2 separate regions of the Sus scrofa genome follow, and region 1 is linked to region 2. Evidence: chromatin contacts called from public HiChIP or PLAC-seq data. All regions are on one chromosome and are shown on one strand. Each heading gives the region's core, a stretch centred on a gene start, on an enhancer-like site or on the middle of the called end of the contact. The rest is flanking DNA. Distances are from core to core; before and after follow the strand shown.

Region 1 (2,981 bases), core at 141-2,640, 320 kb after region 2:
CACCGGATCCCTAACCCACTGAACAAGGCCAGGGATCAAACCTGCAACCTCATGGTTCCTAGTCGGATTTGTTAACCACTGAGCCACGACAGGAACTCCGGTCATAGCCCATCTTGATAAGTGTGCAGAAAGGCACTGGTTGGGGAAGTGGGTGGAAGTGTAACACAGGGGCATAGGCAGACCCAGGGAAGGTTTCTTGGTGAAGATGGAGTTGGGCAAATATAGAGACAGAGATATGGGTAGGCAGTGGTCAGAAGCTGGGAGAGAAGCAGTGAACATTAGGGTCAGACCATAGAAAGCTTTATACTGCTGGGAGGGGTCCTTCTTTTCCATTTGCTTCCTTTCTTTTTCTTTCTTTTTTTTTTTACCACAGAGGGGAAAATGACACCAGTGAAGTCCACAGCTTCTTACTCTTAAACCTCAATCTTACCCCACTACCAGTGCTTGACACTCCTACTTCATTGCCTAAAACCTGTCTTTTCCCTTGAAAATCACTCCCATATACCACCTGCACATGCCGAGGTCTTTAAAAATGGCAACACGACAATATGGGAAACTGTTCTTGGAGATGAGTAGGAAGACGGCTAGAAGTGAACTTTTCCATATGCATTCTAGGATCCCTAATCGCCAGAGCCTCGTTTTCTTTAGCAGCAGTGGATAACCTCCAACGCTATTTCTTGTCCAATGAAGAAGGATGAAATTAATGTTGGAAAGAGAGCAGGGAGTGAGTGAGCTTCACTCCACCAAGGTGGGGCTTTAGGCCAAATAGGTTGGAGCAGGTGGTACTTATAAGATCCATTTTTTATCACACAGGGGCAAGTCCAGGCTCCAGGAGGTGTCTGTCTTCCTTTTCTTAAGCACAAGCGGCACCGTAGTTTCCTTGCTAAGGCCAGGTCCACACTATCCCACAAGCTCCTCCTTGGCATCAAACAGAGCCGATCTTCGAGGACTGAGGCTCAGGAGACTTCTAGTCAAAATCACACCCACAACGCCAGTGCGCACCACTGCCTTACTCAGCCTTCCCTCAAATAAGGAAGCGACACGGGAAGAGTTAAAAGAAAGTGGTGGGTATGGACTCCTCCGAACGCTCGCTCGTAACTAACTGGATTGGTTTCTCCAGCTCTCTGCAAATTCAGATGCTGGGCCAGGAGGGGCGCAGCGAGAGCTCTGGGCGGCTACGGGATCCCGAGGGTGGGGCTGGTCTCTGAGCGACCGCCAGCTGCGCACCACCGAGGCCCCGCATCCCCGACAGGCCCGCGAGAAAGCCCCTCCCCCGGGCGGAGACAGCTTCAAGAAGTCGACGCCGCGTCCCGCCGCGGGGCCAGTACCCAGAGGCTGCAGCGGCCGCCGCTTCGTCGAGTTCCTGCGGCTGCCACCGTGCGGAGTATGGGGCACTGATGGCCATGGAAGGTTACAGGGGTTTCCTGGCGCTGCTGGTGTCGGCTCTGCTCGTCGGCTTCCTGTCCGTGATCTTCACCCTCATTTGGGTCCTCCACTACCGAGAGGGGCTCGGCTGGGACGGGACTGCGCTGGAGTTTAACTGGCACCCAGTGCTCATAGTCACCGGCTTCGTCTTCATCCAGGGCATCGGTACTGGCACTTTCTGGGAGGCGGAGGGGCCGGAGGGGCCGGAGGTTCCCGACCGAGCACCCACCGAGTGGGGCTGAGCGAGGGAGGGGGTGAGAGAGCAGCGCTCGGGCTCGCGGGGGGAAGCCGAATCCCCCGGCGCGGCGCTGGAGAGAGGGGGGCGGGTTCCGGGACTTCGGGGCCGCTGGCCCGGCCGACTTGGGCGAGCGCGGGAGTCCGGGTGCTGGGGCGGGGCGCGTGGGGCGGGAATTCACGGCAAGACGCTTAGCGAGGTCGCATGGGCACCGGCGGAGCGGGGAGGGTCGGCCCGAGCACGCCGGCCCGGCTGGGTAACTCTTTGCTGCAAGTGGCTGCAACGCACGACGCACTTGCGGTGCCCCCACGACGCCAGACGCGGGAACGGAGGAAAGCTGCGGGAGTGCCTTGCGGCCCCGCAGCCTTCGACCCCGGAAAATAGCCCCCTGAGGCGCGAGCCTGCGCAGTCAGGGGCGCGGAGATATCTTGAGGCGAGGCCTTGAACTTGCTTCAAGGCTGCAGATGAGGAGAGGAAAACAGCGAGGGGGGGAGGGGAATGAAGGGGCGAGAATTTGCCCCTTCTTTTATCTCGTCCTCAGTCCTGAGCGAAGGGGCCAGTCAGCGGTCGGCGGGTAGCCAAGGTGGGTGAAGAAAGCATCAGTTCTGGTTTCACGCCTTCTACAGCGTTAAACTCAGTCGAGCCCGAGAAGCTGCCAGGACTCCAAAAGGGTGTTTCGCTGCCAGGCTTGGTCATTGGACAGTCTTGAGTCCGACTTGTTTTTGCGGCTGCTGACTGGAGAAAGTTCGCCTGCGGGGCTTCCGGTTGGGCGCTGGCCCGGAACGCGGGGCGGAGGATGCCCGTAAGGGGTCCGCAGCGGGCCGTGGCCGCCCTGCTGGGAGAGATGCTTCTGCTTGGGACATATTTGGGGCTTGCTCCGTCGGCCTGCATTCTCTGGGATGTGGCTGGCGCCGAGGGAGGGCTCGGTGGATGGCATTTTGGAGTTTTGGTTTTTGGGGGGGGCTTTTTTTGAGATATTATTGATATATTAATTTCAGGTGTATGACAGTTATGGAAATGATCACTATAATGTCTAGTTAACGTCCACCACCTCACATAGTTACATTTTTTTCCCCCTTGGGACGAAAACTTTTAAGATCTAGTGTCTTTAGCAACGTTCAAGTATACAATATAGTACCATCATCTGTAGTCACCATGCTGTAAGTCCCCAGGGCTTATACTCTAAGTGGGTGAAGGTGACTTTGCCGCCTACCTTCTCTCCTGGTCAGTGGCCGTTTTTGTTGTCGTTGCGTGGTACTACTCACAAAGTTCTGGCAGTTTTCTTTCCCGCAGCTGCTGTTGGGCTGGAAGAACCTCTAGC
Region 2 (2,827 bases), core at 134-2,633:
AGGTGATGGCGAAGGAGAGAAAGTTGCAACCATCTGGAGGAGTGGGTTTAAAAGCCTGCCCACGAATCAGTCTGTCGTTTAAACTGCTCTCGGGGGCCAGGCAGGGGATCAAAGTCGGCTCTAATAATTTCAGCGCCTCTCCCCGAAAGGCAGAGACCTTGCAAGCAAGGGGCATCCTCCAGGTCCCGGGCAGCTAAGCTCGCAGAGCGGGGACCGCCTCTAGGGGAGGAGTGCGGGAGGGAAGGGGAGGGGGCTCGAGGATGAATGCTTCACCCAGAGGGAAAACCCACCAGAGACCGGAGGCCAGGAGGTTAAGAGTACTGAGTGTGCGAGCAAATGGAGCAGAAAGGGGCTCGCGTCCGGGGGGAGACCGCCCACCCCAGCAGGACGGGCTCTTAAGGAACCCAGGCGAATCTGCGCGCCTCGCCTCGCCCCGTCCCCACCAGCGCGCACCCCCTACGTCCGTTTCCTCCGCCGCCCGCGAACCACCACCCACAGCCGGAGCACTATCTCCCCGAAGCCTGGCGGCCCCGCGTACACCTCGCCCCCATCCCCCACCCCAGGGTCGGGGAAAGGAGAACTGAGGGCGCGGGGGCCGGGAGCGGGAGGGGAGACCCGCGAGCGGGCGCGGGCGCGACGGCACTTACCTTCCCTGGGCCTCCCGGATGGCGGCGTGTGATTCAGCAGGGACCTGGCCGCCGCCGCCGAGCCCGGGGTTGGAGACGTGGAGAGCTGGGACCAAGATGGCGGCCCCTCCAAACTTCCACTGCTACTTTGGACACTCATCAAGCTACTTTCTGGGAACCCGACTCCCCCCCTGCGACGGCAGCAGCGGCAGCACACCGGCACCCGCCTCCGTCATGGCGGGGGCCGCGCAGAGGGCGAGCGAGAGAGCGAGGGCAGGGAGGGGAGAGTCAAGGGGATGGGGGGGAGGAAACCGAGAAGGAAGAAGGTGGGGAGGGTAGAGGTGAGGGGAGGAGAGGGGACGGGGAGGAGGAAAAGGGGGAGAAGAGAGGGAGCCGGCGGGCGCGCTGGGGAAGAGGCGGAGAGAACGAGCGCGGCGGCAGAGGCGGCGGAGGCGTCGAGGGGGCGCCCGCCTGGGCCGGGGTCGGAGCGCGGGCGGAGCGCCGGCTGCGCCGGCCGAGACTTCCGCGGGCGGAACCTGCCGGCACCTCTGCAGTGCGTCGGCCCCGGCGTCGCCCGGGTGGCGGCGGCAGCGGCGGCGGCGGGCGATGGGTGGCGGCTGAGACGGCAGGGTAACCTCTGCATCAGTTACAGGCGGCGGCGGCGTCACGCGCCGCCTGTGCAAACACTATCGCGAGGCTCCCGCGCCTCCGGTAGCGGCGGCGGCGGCGGCGGCCGCGGGAGCAGGCTTGGGGGAGGGACCTGCCAGGGGTTGGGGGCGGGGGGAGTGGGGAGGGAACGAGCTAGCGAGGGAGGAGACGCGGGCGACGGGTGCCCCTGGCGCACCCGCGGATCACTACGAGGCGCGGGAGCCGGGGGCTGGCGGACTGTCGTGCGCCGAGGCCGCTTCCCCGCGCCCGCCGGGAGAAGGCGCGCCCCGCACGCGCCCCCGCCGCGCTGCACCGGCTACCGTTCCCGCGCCCGCTCCGCTGCCACCTGACTGCCCCTCTCTCCCGCGGAAGCGCGCCTGGCTCCAGACCCACACCCAGCCTGGGGAGAAATGCTTCAGCTCTCTCTAGGCTGTCGTTTCGCAGGAGTTCGATGTGATCATTTCTCAAAATGGAACTGAAAAGTTGAGAGTTGCTTCTTTCTTGTCTCTCTGTACCGTGCAAACAAAAAAAAAAAAACCAAAAACTTGTGTGCGTTTCCCTGTCTGCAGAATGGGAGTGATTACTGAATGAAAGAGCTAAGAAAATAAGTTAGGGTGGGGATGGAAGTAAAACTTTATGAATGTTTTCCAAAAAGAATCTTTATCCGCATTGTGCATTGTATGTGTGGTCTAGCAGTTCTTTGTTTAAAAACAGTAGGTGGAAAATCTACATAGAAAATTTTGATCACTGAATTCACATATTTAGGGAAACCATCCAGGGTTCATCTTCTGAAAGGTTATGTTTTCTAGAAAGTTCCAGTGCCGCTGCAAATTCCCGAAGCAAATTAGAGCATTTGCTAAAATTTATAGAGTGTAACTTTCTATAGACCCACACAGAGATTGGGCATCTTATACAGAAAAGAGCAGTCTAATGGTTCAGGAAAAATACAGCAAGGTTATTGGTCTCTTTAAAAATACCAAGTTGAGTAGAACACTAAAAAGATTATGATATAAAGCAACTGTATGAGCATGAGGAAATGGCATGATTACCAGGGGGACAAAAATGTCATTTCTATTTTTTATTTTTATGACTTTGCATTTCTCCTAGTAATGTTTTGTTCAGATAAACTATCATACTAGAATAGAACCATGGTTGTCAGTTATCTCCAGAAGTAATTTTAGTTTTCTTATGCTTCAGGTTCTTCAGTGAGTTTTTAGTCATGTACTGTTTTTCAAAGTTAAGAAGTACATCTCACAAATTAAGCAACTTTAGTGAGGTATAAGTAACATACAATAAACTGCACATATTTTAAGTCTACAACTAGCTAAGTTTTGGTGTGTACACAACCCTGAAACCATTTCTACAATCAAGATAGTGAATATATCCATCAACCTCCAAAATTTTCTCTACTCCTTTATGGTTCCTCTTCCACTCCACTTCTCCCCAAGTCATCACAGATCTGCTTTCTATCACTTAGTTTGCATTTTCCAGAATTTTAAATAAATGGAATTGTATGGTTTGTACTCTTCTGGCTTCTTTTTACTCAATATAAT

What was found. HiChIP or PLAC-seq counts read pairs in DNA pulled down with a chosen protein or histone mark.
Region 1: an H3K27ac HiChIP or PLAC-seq map of alveolar macrophages shows a contact between it and region 2. The contact joins the promoter of CYBRD1 here to the promoter of TLK1 in region 2. A contact is called at or near these places in 2 of 47 Hi-C or Micro-C datasets (both in embryonic fibroblasts) and 1 of 2 datasets of contacts at active chromatin or transcription factors (alveolar macrophages).

Annotation. Positions count from the first base shown.
Region 1 is chr15:77,647,904-77,650,884 of Sscrofa11.1, forward strand. It overlaps CYBRD1 (cytochrome b reductase 1), which reads left to right and starts at 1,391. Exons shown (of 4, transcript NM_001128452.1): 1 at 1,391-1,590. The coding sequence starts at 1,398.
Region 2 is chr15:77,328,165-77,330,991 of Sscrofa11.1, forward strand. It overlaps TLK1 (serine/threonine-protein kinase tousled-like 1), which reads right to left and starts at 1,384. Exons shown (of 21, transcript XM_001927890.6): 1 at 648-1,384. The coding sequence starts at 786.